2 separate regions of the Mus musculus genome follow, and region 1 is linked to region 2. A link is a contact called in public HiChIP or PLAC-seq data. All regions are on one chromosome and are shown on one strand. Each heading gives the region's core, a stretch centred on a gene start, on an enhancer-like site or on the middle of the called end of the contact. The rest is flanking DNA. Distances are from core to core; before and after follow the strand shown. Region 1 has its middle 19 kb from the start of Gm34130. Region 2 has its middle 20 kb from the start of Gm33973.

Evidence for each region. HiChIP or PLAC-seq counts read pairs in DNA pulled down with a chosen protein or histone mark.
Region 1: an H3K27ac HiChIP or PLAC-seq map of the NIH/3T3 cell line shows a contact between it and region 2, with 2.4 times the contacts expected there. The contact joins two enhancer-like sites. A contact is called at or near these places in 1 of 484 Hi-C or Micro-C datasets (nephron progenitors) and 1 of 115 datasets of contacts at active chromatin or transcription factors (the NIH/3T3 cell line).

What each region holds. Positions count from the first base shown.
Region 1 is chr1:183,916,538-183,919,335 of GRCm38.p6, reverse strand. No RefSeq gene overlaps it. Among named protein-coding and RNA genes, the nearest start is that of Gm34130, 19 kb to the left of the region's middle. Within about 2 kb of position 1,460, at least 35 of the 459 cell types and tissues checked have an H3K27ac peak or open chromatin away from gene starts, as enhancers often do. A contact at or near this core is called in the NIH/3T3 cell line, where this site is marked.
Region 2 is chr1:183,572,450-183,575,149 of GRCm38.p6, reverse strand. No RefSeq gene overlaps it. Among named protein-coding and RNA genes, the nearest start is that of Gm33973, 20 kb to the right of the region's middle. Within about 2 kb of position 1,324, at least 73 of the 459 cell types and tissues checked have an H3K27ac peak or open chromatin away from gene starts, as enhancers often do. A contact at or near this core is called in the NIH/3T3 cell line, where this site is marked.

The sequences.
Region 1 (2,798 bases), core at 211-2,710, 340 kb before region 2:
GACTCAGTCCATTATCACCATGGGAGGAAGTATGGCAGCAGGAAGGCAGACATGGTACTAGATGAGCCCAAGGTTCTACATCTTGATCTGTAGACAGCTAGGAGGAAACTCTGTTCCCCAGGGAGCTAGGAGTGTCCCTTCTGCACTAGGGGGAGCTCGAGTATAGGAGCCTTAAAGCTTGCCTCCACAGTGGCACACTGTCCTCCAATAAGGTTATACCTACTCCAACAAGGCCACACCTCCCAATAGTGCCACTTCTCATGGGCCAGGCATATTCAAACCACCACACTTTCCCACCTTGAATAACCCTGCCTATAAACTTTCTCATAAATAGGTCCTGTGATTTGTCTCCTAGGTCTCTAGAAGATTTGTTTCTAGAGCCTGCCAAGTTGACAATATTAACTATCAGAATGGGTATGCTATCCCTGGATTCTTCCTGGCTAGCTTTCTAGCCAGTCATGTAGGAAATAACTCTCATCCATCATATCTTCCCACCATCATGATGTCTTTCCCTGGTACATAGGGCTAGAAACTGTTACTCTACATAGGGTTGGCATACCCTAAGCAGAATATCACCTAAACCTTGAGTATGCTTCTATAATATTATTTATGCCATTTATATCATGGTTAGTGATCTTTTCCTTCACTTCTCCATCTTCCTGACTTTTAAACTCCAACATGTTTAACATAGTGGTAGAGCTATATTCTATATGTTTAACATATATATTCTATATGTTTGACATAGTGTTAGAGCTATATTCTATGGCTTATGAGATGCCTCAGACCACATGAGGCCTGGAGTAGCTGTGGATGCATCCCAATACAAAATGTTTCTAAAATATTATGAATTTTTTTGGGAGTGCAGTGAACTTTATTGATGGTATTCAAGAGAGTAGAGAGGGTTCCCTAGGCCCCTCCTGTTATTATGGGGGTCTGGGATGGAAATTGTGAGGGAGATACTCAGTGTTAGAGGCCAAGTTGGGATAGGGAATCCTCAGCAACCGAGGGCCTATCTCTTGCTCTCAGTGTACTAGCTGGGGTGGGTGGTCCAGGGTTTACTCCTTGGAGGCCATTGCAGGCCATGAGGTCCACCACCCTGTTGCTATAGCCATATTCATTATCAAACCAGGAAATGAGCTTCACAACATTGTCATTGAGAGCAATGCCGGCCCCAGCCTTAAAGGTGGAAGACTCAGTTGTGTGGTTCTTCAGTATGAACTTTGTATATGAAATAATAGGTGTCAAGGCAGTGAAATGGACAGGGCGTGGGACATGAGGAAGATTACATAAGAAATGTAAAGTGACAATTGAGGCTAAGAAATTTTCAAGGTCCTTACCTGAATGGTTTGTCCTTAAGCACAGCAAAGCTTTGCTCGAAAGCTGTGCCATGACTCCAGACTCTGCTATTGCATTGACGTCTTTCCAGGAGAACAGCTCATGGATTTTTCAAGCCAACCAAAGGTAATTTAAAACAGCAGAACCATGCATTATTGCTTAGTGAATCACAAGGCTCTTTATTAAAGTAAGTTTGTCACACATCTGGTCAGTGTTTAGACACAATGAGGTTTGCGTTTACTTCTCTGTAGGCCTGAGATAATAGTTTGCATATAGACATGGGTAGGAGATCAGGTTTGTTTATTCCTGGAAAATCAACCAAGTTGCAGTATCAGAGGGACACAGAGCAAAGCTTGTGCTTCATTTACTAGCTGAGGGCAGCCCCATTTCAGGACAAAGATTAGGGGTACAGTTGTGTGGCTTAATCTCAACAGACAGCATGCCATTGCAGCTTACTGTTCACCCTAAAGACCACATTAAGACTAGGCTGGACTCTGTGGCTATGTGTTTGTCTGCTTCATAACTGGTGAATTCATTTTTCTTTTGGCCCCAAGGTCACAATCATCAGGCCTTCAAAGTTCAGACCTCTGTAAGGGACTTTTTTGACAATCATCTGAGATTAGTGCTTCTTCGCCTCTGAACAAAAAGCAGATCTCCTGATTCACCAAAGTATAGCTTCAGAGAAAATCCACCCATGCATTAAGAATTAACATGCCTCTGATTTGTCACTGGGATGAACTCTTGATGAGCAAGCTTGAGTCTGACCCAGATAACCCACTAGAAACACAAACAGGATGTGAGGAAAGCTGAGATTGCTAGAAGTGTCCTGTAGTTACCGGAGAACTTTGTGGTCCTGTGAGCATGCAGGGAGGAACAAGGTCTCTGACCGATTGAGACTCAGCAGTGACATGGGCTGACACCATTTCTATCCCAAGGTGACAATCTCAGGAGCAAAGCCTGGGCTCTCACTGATGACATCTGGATGCAGCATCTTCCCCCTTCCTCTCTCTGCTGCTCTACAGCTACTCTGATCATTCCAGCTTCTTATCCAATGTGCTAGCCTGTGACTAGCACACTGTGTAAGCACACAATATGAGCAAGTTGCTTATATTCAAGAAGAAGAAGAAGATGGGGTATAAATGTAGTGTCAGCCTACTGAATTGTTGCAAAGAATAAGTATTTAATGTTCTGCAGATGAACCTAGATATACCAGTACCTGAAATACAGTAAGATGTAATAAGTTTGTTTTTTTTTCCTTTCTCTGTAGCATTTTTTTAAGAACATGGACTCTGGAGTAAGACAGACCAGGTTAAAATCCATTTGTCAAGTCCCCTGTGACTTTATACACATTGTCTAACTTCATATCAGCCTTGTCACTTATAGAATAGGGAGAAGAATAAACCATTACAGTAGAGTGATATAAAGAACAAATAAATGCCTATGTGTAGTGTGCTCTAAACAGG
Region 2 (2,700 bases), core at 75-2,574:
TGTTCATATCTCACCCGTGAAGACACTTCTAGAGAGCTGCCAAGGCAGAACACAAGTCAGCCTATCCCAGGCTCCTCCCCCGCGCTCACTATAACCAAGGCACAGGCTGTCTGAGGACTTTGACTCTTCACTGGATCCCAAGCAAAGCTACTGCCTGTCAGTAGATAGAGACCCAGGCTCCAAGCCCTGAGAGTCAGGATTCCTTTGACCCTGACATAGGGAGTTGGTCTTTGCAAAATAAATCTCCCAAAACTCAGATTCCTCATGCAAACTCTCGAGTGTGTTACAGAGATGGCAAGGGGAAATTCAAAGAGCAACCACGGTTGCTGTAGTACCAAGTGTTAGGTCAGACCAAGCATAGAAATCACCTAAGGGCTTTACTTACCCAGTGATGAGGGTAAGGGAGGAGGGGCGTTGCTGGAGTGTGGAATCTTGCCTAGCGATCTGCAAAGGGATTTAATTTCTCAGAGACTGAAAAGAGCTAATGGCCAAGCAGGTAGTATCCTAAGGACCCTGTGTCAAGAACAGGGCAAAGACGGGGTGAAACTGGAGGAAAGGGACCATACAGTGACGAGACAAGGTATTGAGAGGGCAGTGTCCCCTGTCCCAGTCAGAATGGCCAGAGGCTCCAGGAGGACCCATGAGGAGGGAGCATTCATATTCTGACTGTCTTCTGCCCACTTCAGAGCAGCTGGCCTTGCTCATGCTTCCCTGAAATGACTGTAGCTCCTTGGAACCAGTCAGGTTCCCTGGCACCTGGCCCTGGAGAGAGCCACACCTTTTCAAGCACTTTGAACTCCCCAGAGCCTGCACCATCACTCTCTCCTTTATCTCCCCAGAGCCAGCATCCTGGTTACAGAGATTTTCATTAATCATCCAAAAGTCATCCCTGACCTGCAGGGACATCATGGCCACCTCTAAGAACCCTCTGTCCAGCCACAGTCATTACTAGAAACGCACAAAATCGCCACATACATTTTCATTTGCTCAAGGCAGTTGTTCTTTACGAGCATTGGTGAAAACAAAGGTCCCATTATGTCCGAGTTAATCCTCTGCGCACATTGACACAAAGAACCACAGATGCTCCTCAGAGGCATCTACAAGAGACCCGCTGTAGCCTGTAGCATAGAGGGCTGACCAAATTAACATTTCAGTGAGGCATCCACAGTTAGAATTTCCATCACAGCTAGTCCTACCATGTACCCTAAAGCATCACATCTGGATGAATCCCAAAGTGAGTCACAATCTGCCTAGGCGTTGCTCATTCAGCAACCAAAATAGACTACCATTAGGTAACCCCAACCAGTGTGTTCCAGCCTCCATTTATGACTGAAGGAATATGACCTGAGGGATGGCTCATATCGTGGCAATCAGCTCTGACTCACCTCCCCTTGCAGTCAATCTGCTCACTCTCTCAGGAGTACTTTTTGACCAGAAATTTCTCCACTGCCTTCCCACACGCAGGGGTAGCCAGCTTGGTCATACATGGGAACCATTGTGGCTACAAAGCCCTGTAACAGAGAGAGGCAGATGTGGATTTATTCTGCTGATATGGCTTCTTCTAAGATGTTAAAGAAGAGTAGAACCTCACACTTTTCTTCTCTTCATAGGGAGGGGTAGGGATGGGTCGCTGTGAGCCTTTTGACAGAGAAAGCAAGTGAAACATTGAGAGCAGAAAAGACTGCAGATAAGGAGGGCATGGTCACCTCGGCCTCTCCTCAGGAGAAAGATGCTCCCAGCAGATAAGGAGGGCATGGTCACCTCAGCCTCTCCTCAGGGGAAAGATGCTCCCAGTCATGAGGGCAATGAGGGGCTTCTCAGAGAGGCTTCCTTTTGGCTTAAAGGGAGTTCAGAAGAGAGAGCTGAAGCAGTATCCTCCCTCACACCTTCTAATCCCTCTACATTCTAAATTCATCTCCACAAAATAAATTTGATCCAATAACAGCAATGTCTGCTTCTCTTACTATAGCTTAAGGAGGTGCCGAGGTTACCGTTTTAATGTACCAGTGGAGTCAAGATGCTAATGTCAGTCAAGAGTGACTTGCAACTATTAGGAAAGAAAAGTCTGTGAAGGAAAAAACATTATTTCTCAGCTCCAAATGATTCCAATTGGCTAGATGGCTTATATCCACAAATCTGAACAAGGCTGTCATTCAGTTAGTCTCGGTGACCTGTAAGCCCAGTGGGCCAAAGAGCAACAGAGGAGAAATATGATGCCTCAGAGCCAATGGTTGAGGCTGAGAGCTGCCTGCATATGGACCAGGCAGGATCTGAGGGCCAGTTGAAAAGCCAGTGATATTACATGGGAGAAACTTGGGTAGAGAAGCTGCAGCTTTGCAAAGCCAGAGAGATGGTTTTGAGCAGTGGTTCTTAACCATCCAAATGCTGCCACCCTTTAATACAGTTTCTCATATTGTGGTGACCCCCCAACCATAAAATTGTTTTGTTGCTACTTCATAACTATAATTTTGCTACTGTTGTAAATCATAATGTAAATATCTGATATGCAGGATATCTGATATGCAACCCCCAAAGAGGGGTCATGACCCATAGGTTAAGAACTACTGGTTTTGAGTTATACTTCAATCATTTAAAACCCTTCATAGGCTGCCTGTGCAGTGAAAGTAATATGAACTCCAAAATCTAGCAAAGAAAGACTACATGGGGCTGGAGAGATGGCCCAGCGGTTAGAAGCACTCG